Regions from separate parts of the Mus musculus genome. Here region 1 is linked to region 2. The links are chromatin contacts, called in public HiChIP or PLAC-seq maps. All regions are on one chromosome and are shown on one strand. The core of a region is the stretch at or near the end of the contact, and the rest is flanking DNA. Distances in the headings are between cores, read along the strand shown. Region 1 holds the start of Itgb7 (integrin beta 7). Region 2 overlaps Nr4a1 (nuclear receptor subfamily 4, group A, member 1).

Region 1 (4,574 bases), core at 1,662-4,161, 950 kb after region 2:
TCTATGCTCGTGTAGTTAATTGATAGTGAAGAGCATGCACATGCCACAGCATGCTATAGCATGTGTGTGGAGGTAAAGGACATCTTGTGGGACAGGGCATCAGGCTCGACTGTAGGCATCTTTACTCTCTAAGTAAACTTTCCAGTTGCTTTTCTGTTGCTGCTTTGGTGTTGGTGTTTTGGAGACAGGGACCTGGCTGGCCTGAGCCTCACTGTGTAGCCCAGGCTGGGCTTGAACATATGTCTTTGCCCTTTCAGTTTTTTGTTTGTGTGTGTGTGTGTGTGTGTGTGTGTTTGTGTTTGTTTGTTTGTTTTTCAAGACAGAGTTTCTCTTTGTAGCCCTGGTTGTCCTGGAACTCACTCTGTAGACCAGGCTGGCCTAGAACTCTGAAATCTGCCTTCCTCTGCCTCCTGAGTGCTGGGGTTAAAGGTGTGTGCCACCACTGCCCGGCATCTTTGCCCTTTCAAGTGCTAGGATTACAGGTGTGAGTGGCCATACCCAGCCAAATTTCCTGTGGCTGAGAGTTCAGCTGTAGGAAGTCAAAATTTAGTCAATTGGTTAATTTTAAAATTAATCAGGCCCAGCTGGGCATAGTGGTACACAGCTTTAATCCCAGCACCTGAGAGGCAGAAGCCAGCCTGGTCTTGAAATCAGAAATCCGTCTGCCTCTGCCTCCCAAGTGCTGGGATTAAAGAAGTGTGCCATCACTACCCGACTAGAGATTTTTTTTTTTAATGAATAAAAATCAAATAGGCAGTGAGTCAAAAATAAAAGATGTTAGGATGATGCATGCTGTTATACCAATACCTGGAGATAGAGGCCGAAGAACAAGACCAGACTAGACCATATGTCTCAAAAGACATTTTCATTAATCAAAATTAATAATGCTACATTATTCAAGACAATATGGGGACTGGAGAGCTGGCTCAGTGGTTAAGAGCACTGACTGCTCTTCTAGAGGTCCTGAGTTCAATTTCCAGCAACCACATGGTGGCTCACAACCATCTATAAGGGGATATGATGCCTTTTTCTGGTATGTCTGAAGGCAGCAACAGAGTACTAACATATATAAAATAAATAAATCTTTAAAAAAGAGAGAGAGAGTGTGTGTGTGTGGTAGTAACATAAAGCTAAGCATTAGTAAACCAGAACTGGAGCTGCAGAGCCATGTTTGATAGCGCAGGGCGGGTAGAGGTAGGTGGATCTCTGTGAGTTTAAGGCCAGCTTCGTCTACATAAGGAGTTCTAGACCAGCCTGGACTACATAGAGAGATCCCGTAATTCCTTATAAACTCCCTCTGTGTGAGTTAACAAGTAGTTAACCTAAAATGATGGGCGTCACATTCAATTATCTGGGGTCTGATGGATGTCTAGCACAGCATCTGACAAGCATGTTAAAACCCCTCGTTTCCACCTTCGACTTCACCTAAAACCTTCATAGTTTCTTCTCTTTCTTTTAGATTTTAATATTTTTTGGTCGGATTAATTCCTTCTCCTTGATGTGTCTAACGTCACGCGTGCCCCCAGAGCGCAGAAGCATCAGGTCCCTTGCCAATGCAGTGATGGATGGTTGTTAAGCAATATGTGGGTGCTGAGGGGGGCGTCAAACCTGGATCCTTTGCAAGAGCAACAAGTGCTCTTAGCCACCGAATGCTCTCTCCAGTCTCAAAAATGTAATGGTTTCTAATTGCCTACTGTGACTAATCATGACACACACACACACACAAGGAAAGCACATGCAGCCATCACACACGTGCAGATGACTCTCAAGGAACCCTCTGGAAGACTGGCAGTACCCGCCGGCAACACTGGTAAGTAGAGACTGCAGCGTAAGCTCCCTAGGGATTGTGCTATGGTGTTCCCATGGCCACCAGCAGTGTACAAGAGCCTGCTAGCCAGCAACCACAACCCCCTCAGCTTGGGTCCAGACTCAGGTACTGATGCTCTTTACAGGGAGTATGGGGAAGGGTGGGGTACTGAGCCGTTGAACACCCCATCCTGCTCACCACCCCATGTGACCTCAGATGGGTGTAGTACATTACAGAGCTTCTGCTCTCAGGGAGAGGCTGACCCCAGGCTTAACCTCACTGAAACCTCAGACCTGCGTGCTTTGCGCTGTGGTCAGGGAGGCTCGAGACTCTGCAGCACAAAATTTAGTTCTGACTCATCTCATAGATGGGGCTTCACTTCCACTCCCCCCACAAGACAGAGACATCAAGTCCACTCATCTCTCCTAAAGGGGGCTCTGAACTCATACATGACCTCTCCTGCCCCTCTCAATTCTGTCCCTTTCTCCCTTCTTTGGCAATCCATGTATCTTGCCACCTGCTGCCTGTCTCCTTCCATGCACACACGCATGCGTATGTGTGCGTGTGCATGTGTGTGTGTGTGCATGTGTGTGAGCATGCACATGTACAGTGCAAGCCTCAGTAGACCAGGAATGTGGAGTCTGTGGCTAAGGTGCCAAGTGGGAAGACTTCTGGACTGTGCAAAAAACATCAAGTTGCAAAGATAGCAGCCAGGGACAGACAGGAGATGCTGGGAGAAGCACAAGAGTAAGTAAGCCTTAGCTCTCAGAAAACACTCACGTATAGCATCGCAATCTCCTTCCCTCCCTCTGGCTCCACTGGAGAAACAAATGGATGAGCAGCAGGAGGCTGGGATAACCGAGAAAGAAATAGTGGGGACCATAGGAGTGCAGAAGGGGGTTCAGAGCCTTTCTCAAGACTAGACAGAGCACTGGAGAGCCCAGATCACAGAGAGGTAGGGAACAAGTAGGCCTGGGTGAGAGGAGGAGGTGGGTGGGCTGCTGCCCTGAGGGTACTCACAGGTGCTTGAGGAGGAGCAGCCCTTCCTCCGCCGGTGGCAGTGGCAGCCCTTGTGTACAGATGGAGAGGCAGCAGAGGAGGAAGTGACACACCCTGGGGTGGGGGGACTCTTGGAGGGTGGCTGATCTAGCAGAAGGTGGAGCAGATAGGAGTGGGCTGGGTAAAGAAAGGACCTAGGAGTCCCATCTACTAAGCACTGCTCCTGTGCTAAAGAAGTACAAGGAAGGGTCACCAGAACAGCGCCGGATAGTGGCGGTGCCCCCACCCCTGCCCCCACACATGTCACAGACGCAGAGATTGAAGCCCAGACTCTAAAGAGAGATCGACTTTGCAAAATGTCACACAGGTAGCAAGGGGCTGCTGGGCTGTAATCTAAATCCAACTCAGCTTCCTTCCAAAACTCAATGTTCTCTCCAGTATCACAGAGAGGAAGGAGCAGACAGGAAGAAACATGAAGGAAGGTGGTTTCTGTTCCTTTGGAAAACTCAGGGGCCATTGAGTTGTGATGACTGCCTTTCGTGCTAGGTATCCATCTTGGTTCCAATAGCCACTTGTCTTTTGATTTGCCAGGAAAATAAGTTCCCAGTAACCCTGACACACCGGCCTTCACCCACAAGCCTACATCTGTACTTGTTTTGATAGAATCGGTATTTGTCGCTGTTGTTGGTTTTGTTTTGTTTTGTTTTGTTTTCTCTGACATTCTTGTGCAGACATTCTGGACTACTTTGAGGTCCCCTTGACTACTACCTCTTGGCAGAGCAAAACAGCTCTTGGCTTGCATATGCAGATACTCAAGGTCTTGTGGTCTTCATTTTTAAAAATCCTTTCCTCATCCCTTATTCCCCTTTGAGTGGCAGACTCTAATTTGGCTCAGAGATTGCTGTCCTGCTACCAGTATCAATAAATTTAACTAATTATAACCTGGATTGAATCAAGGTCTTTCCCTAGAAGTCTCGACTCCTGAGAGTACCACAGCTAAGCTATTTGGACTCTGAAGCCAACCTGCCTGAGTTAAAATCCTGGCTCTCTCTCCGTTAGCATGAAGTAGTAAAACTCCTTAGCTGTATTCTTTAATCCAGGGTTTCACAACCTGTGTGAGTCACAACCCCATAGGAGTTGAACAACCATTTCACAGGGGTTGCCTAAGACCATCAGAAATATCAGATATTTGCATTACGATTCATAGCAGTGACAAAAATTGCAATTATGACGTAGCAGTGAAAATGACTCTGGTTGGGGTCACCACAGCATGTGGGACTGGATTAAGGACTCGTGACGTTCGGAAGGAGGGGAGAACTTCCTATGGCTGCCATTTTATAGATCACCATAAAAAAATAAGACGGTGTCTATTTAAGAGACCATCTGGTACAGTAAGAAGGGTGTGTGAGGATGCGGCTCAGTGTCAAGATGCTTGCCCAGCTTTCAGGAGGCCTTAGGTTTGGTCTCTATCACTGAGAGAGGCAATAACTGTAGGAGTGAGGAGTCTAAGGGGATAAGAGGTGGAGGCTTTTTCTTTTAGGTTTATTATTTATTAATATATGTAAGTGCACCGTAGCTGTCTTCAGACACACCAGAAGAGGGAGTCAGATCTCATTACGGATGGTTGTGAGCCACCATGTGGTTGCTGGGATTTGAACTCTGGACCTTCGAAAGAACAGTTGGGTGCTCTTACCCACTGAGCCATCTCACCAGCCCGAGGTGGAGGCTTTAAGGGTCTAGACAGTTGGCAAGTTAGAGAGAGGCAGAT
Region 2 (4,563 bases), core at 1,928-4,427:
CACTATTTGTCTTATCCCTCCAGCTCAGTCCTGGCCTTCGTGTGTTTTTGTAAGATAAACCATTTTTAACACATACCACTCTGTTGTAAATAAGCTGACGCTACTGTAAATACAGAAAGGAAGAGGTTGAGATGGGGGTTGGGAGGAAGGGGTGGGGCTCCCACCAGCTGGGCGAGCCTCCAACTCGAGATCTCTTCCGCTCTCCTTCCATGTGTACATAACTGTCACTCAAGAAGGTGATTGACAGATTCTGATTTATATTTGTGTATTTTCCTGGATTTATAGGATGTGACTTTTCTGATTAATATATTTAATATATTGAATAAAAAATAGACATGTAGTTGAAATTGAGTCTTTTTTTCTGTTTTTGTTTTTTGTTTTTTTTTTTTTGTTTTTGTTTTTGTTTTTTTGTTTTGTTTTTCGAGACAGGGTTTCTCTGTATAGCCCTGGCTGTCCTGGAGCTCACTTTGTAGACCAGGCTGGCCTCGAACTCAGAAATCCGCCTGCCTCTGCCTCCCGAGTGCTGGGATTAAAGGCGTGCACCACCATGCCTGGCTTTTTCTGACAGCACTAGACATTTTGCCATGATTATATAAGAGACAGCAGTAGCCCTGGGCAAATCTTAGCTGTTGCCAGTGATCTGGTCAGCCTGGGTTACTTACCTGTAGGTGATAGGTCATGATGAAGCCTGCTTCATGCAGCCATTTAGGAGAACTCTGGGACTAGCTTGCCTTTCTCACACAAACACCTGTCTCACCATGGTGCCCGGATGGTTTAGACTTGCTGTGTAGCTTGGCTAGTTTCAAGCTGTCAGTCTTCCTATCTCCACTTCCTGAGTGTTGGGATTATAGATGTTCACCCTACACATGCATCGGGAGCTAGTTCCTAATGTGGGAAGCCTCTGGTTACCGCTGGCTGCCAGACCTCAGTGGACAGCGGCTAACCCAGGGACTAGAGCAGCAAGATAGACCTGGCCTTGGGTCTCAGGTCTGTCTCTTAGCCTTCTGACCTGGGGATAAATAAAGGACAATTTATGAATTAGAACTATTTTTTAAGTATTTAAAAAAATATCTATTGGCACACATCTTTAATCCCAGTACTCGGGAGGCGGAGGCAGGCACATCTCTGAGTTTGTGGCTAGCCTGATCTACAAATAGAGTTCCAGGCCAACCAAGGCTACATGGAGAAACCCTGTGTTGAAAAAAATAGTGTACTCAAGTACATGTGTGTGTATATATGTGTGCGCACACGTGCCATTGCAAGCGTGTGGAAGTTAAAAGACAAGTTGTAGAAGCCAGGTCTGTCCTGCTTTGAGAGACGTTAGATCATCCAGCTTAGTAGAAAGCACTTTCACCTCCCGAGTCCCCTCACCAGTTCCGTTTTATTTTGGGGTGATGGAGTGGGAGGGGTGATGCTGAGGTCTCCCAGACACCCCACAAGCACTCTACCACTAGGCCAGGCTTCTCACTTCTCGGTTTGCACATTTGTAAGAACAGAAAGAGGAATAGACCTAGCCTTTTAGTATCAGAGAGAGTTTTGATGTGTGGTGAGTCTAAAAACTACTAGCTGATGTTCATGTGGGTTTTGTTGGATCTATATTCTTAGAGTCCCCCTACTGTCTGCCAACCCCAGGAGCAGGATCTATGCAGCCAACAGTCCTTGGATTCTTGGCAGGTAGATTGTTCTGAAGTGATTACCAGTACCCAAGGGTCCTATCCAACTCTCTAGCTCCTGTGTTTATCTGCCTCTCCCTTGGGGGCTTAGAGGCAAGGTTCTGGCACTATACCTCAGTGAAGGAATATTTGCCTTAAATGGTTGAGTTCCAGATTTGATACCCAGCACTGGGGGTGAAGATGACCCGAGAAACATGAATCTAAACGGAGAGCATCCTTAGGCCTGTGGCAGGCTGGCAAGAGGCAGGGGCCATCCACCTTCGTGGTGCTTAGCTTCAGCTCTTTTCCAGAATTTCACAGGAGCCCTGAAGGCATGGCCTTCACAGTCATTTCTCAGTACCCTTGGCTTCAGGACCCAAGGCAACATCTCCGTGGCCTCTGGATGAGAGGAGCTGGATCAGAGTGGGCCAAAAGGGGCTCTGCTCTACAGTCAGGAAGACGACATAAGCGCTTCTAGGCTCTAACTCAGCATGAAAGATTCCCTAAGGATTCCCAGCTGTGCATCCTCATTTGAGATCTGGGAGTGCATTTCAGCCTCAGTCCTAAGAAAGGTCTATGGGCTCGGGCAGACCCTGCCTAGCATGGTCCAAGAATGCATCTTGGGACAATACCTCATTCCAAGTGAGCTTTCCCAGCAACTCTAGCACCCGGCCCACTTCCCTTCCCTGTTAGAGAAGCCCAGTGCTTCACCCAGACCCAGTTTCCCCATCTCTTTGATGACTGACACAGTCTGGGAGCAGAATGGTTGTAGCTAATGTCCAGACTAGTTCCCTCTTGCTTTCCTTGTACCTCGGGACAGGCAAAAGAATTCATACCTCCAAGTTGTGTGTGTGTGTGTGTGTGTGTGTGTGTGTGTGTGTGAGAGAGAGAGAGAGAGAGAGAGAGAGAGAGAGAGAGAAGGGGAAACCTCAGCCCTTACCAGACTCTAAGCTAGCATGTTGACAGCTGCTGTATATTTGGTCCTTCACCCACTGGATCCTTTTCACAGAAGGCACTCGGCACCATCACCTGCTTTTCTGTTGGTTTAGAGACAGATTTGCAGTGTGGCAAGGCTGCCCTTGAACTCACAACAGTTCTTTCTGTCCCATCCTCCCGAGTGCTGGGCTTGTAGGCCTGTACCTAGATAAACATGAGTCACTCTATTTTCATGAGAAGTTAATCCCCTTCAGAGGAGAGAAGTGACTTCCCCAGGGCTTTATTAATTAAGCCGCTGTGCTGGGTGTGTGCAGTCTCTGGACCATTGGGCTGTCCTGCCCATTCTTTGCAAATAAAAGACTCTTCAATGACAGCAATTCCTTTCCTGGACTCTTTTGCACTTGAGGCACAGGGTGGGGGCTGATCTTCGACTCCTGCCCTGCCCCACCCGAAGGCTGGAGCCTGCAGGCAAGCCCTTTCTTTTCCACCAGCAACTGGAAGAACTGGCCTCCAAGTCTTGCTAGGGGCTGAGAGGGCGAACAAGGGGGCATTGAGCCTATTGGGGCCTCACAATGGCGGCTCTGTCCCTGTTGGTCGGGGGCTGGGCCCGTTTCCGATGGGGACAATAGTCAAAAGGCAGTGACGCTGGCAGGGCCTGGAATCCCGGGCGGGATTTTCCAAGGCCTCAAAGCCTACTGTTTGTCCTCATGGGAGACCCAGGAAACCTGCCTCCCAGTTGCCCCCCACCCACGCTGGGCTCAGTGCCCAGAGGCCCTGTCCCCCTCCCCAGCCCTGAGGTGACTGTGCCTTGGGGAGGGTGGGCTCTGAGGTGGGCACAACAGCAGCAGCTCATTTTCCCTTTAGATCTGGGTGGGTGAGGGTGCCTCACATCTGGTCCTGCCCACCCAGTCTCCATTGGAGGGAGGTGGTGGAGGTCATGCCTTGAGGAGACGAGGGACTTGTCTGTGCTGTTGCTGAGTTGAGCTGACTACAAATCTGCTCTTATCCTACATATGCTGTTCCCCGGTAGTGGTCCCGATCCTGCGGATGGACGCATGTGAGGGCCTGTGAGGCCGTGTTGTGGTCCTGGGCAGTGAGCGGCCGTAGGATGCACATCAAGGTTTTGTCCTGGATGAGGGTGGTTCTCGATGGCCTCCCATGAGAGCTGAGCTAGGGGTCCTAGAGGGCTTTAGCTTCAACGTGTGAGTGACCCCAGTCCCTCTCCAACACACCACTGACTTTAGAGAGGCCAGGACCAATGGGCTTTCTCAGAGTGTGAGGACGGCAGGCAAGCCTCCTGCCTGCTTCATTTCCACTTATGCCCAGGCTTGGTCTTATGGCCCCATAGCTCAGCTAGCAACTCTCTTCCCTTCAGAGGAACCCGTGTTCACCCCCAGGCTCTGTCTCTAGCTCTGTGCTAAGTGCAGGCTCTCAGGATGCTTCCTATGCCTTTCGCTAGCCCCAAGTTTGGGGGGCTACCTGGTGAAGGCCTTGATGGCTATCAGGATTTGAAACTTCAGAATCAGGTGAGAATAAAAAAGGCCTCTTTGCTGTCGCTTCTGAGAGCAGGAGCCCATTCCAGGCTCCCCAGCTGGATTCCAGCCTGGCCCTGCATTCCAGGCACACCCCCATCACCTTTGGCCTTGGCCTCTTACACGGGCCTGCCTCCCCTACACTCTTGTCTGCTCATCTTCCTCACCACTCCGGCTCCTTTCTTGTCTTGCTGGGCCCTGAACCTGGCAGGCTGGGGGGAGCCACTTGAGGTCTCTTCAAGGTCTGACCCAGACACTGGCAATGTCTTCCTCCACCCATGACTATAAATCAGGCTCTCTGTGGCTGTGGGGGTTGGGGGTGGCAGCTGAGCCAGTTAGGGGAGGGTGTTGGGGGGGCCTGTCCTCGTTGGTACATGCTGTGTTAGCAGGGAGCGGTGCCCAGCTGCAAGCCAGGCAGGCCTGGTGCTGGCTGGCCCTGCTCA

Evidence for each region. HiChIP or PLAC-seq counts read pairs in DNA pulled down with a chosen protein or histone mark.
Region 1: an H3K27ac HiChIP or PLAC-seq map of embryonic stem cells shows a contact between it and region 2, with 4 times the contacts expected there. The contact joins the promoter of Itgb7 here to the enhancer-like site in region 2. A contact is called at or near these places in 1 of 39 promoter capture datasets (embryonic stem cells), 8 of 115 datasets of contacts at active chromatin or transcription factors (bone marrow-derived macrophages, craniofacial prominence, embryonic stem cells and 4 more) and 2 of 9 other capture datasets (adipose tissue and macrophages).

The regions. Positions count from the first base shown.
Region 1 is chr15:102,229,024-102,233,597 of GRCm38.p6, forward strand. It overlaps Itgb7 (integrin beta 7), which reads right to left and starts at 2,912. Exons shown (of 15, transcript NM_013566.2): 1 at 2,828-2,912.
Region 2 is chr15:101,274,449-101,279,011 of GRCm38.p6, forward strand. Nr4a1 (nuclear receptor subfamily 4, group A, member 1) reads left to right here. Exons shown (of 7, transcript NM_010444.2): 7 at 1-347. Among named protein-coding and RNA genes, the nearest start is that of Atg101, 7.6 kb to the right of the region's middle. Within about 2 kb of position 3,178, at least 55 of the 459 cell types and tissues checked have an H3K27ac peak or open chromatin away from gene starts, as enhancers often do. A contact at or near this core is called in embryonic stem cells and stem cell-derived neural progenitor cells, where this site is marked.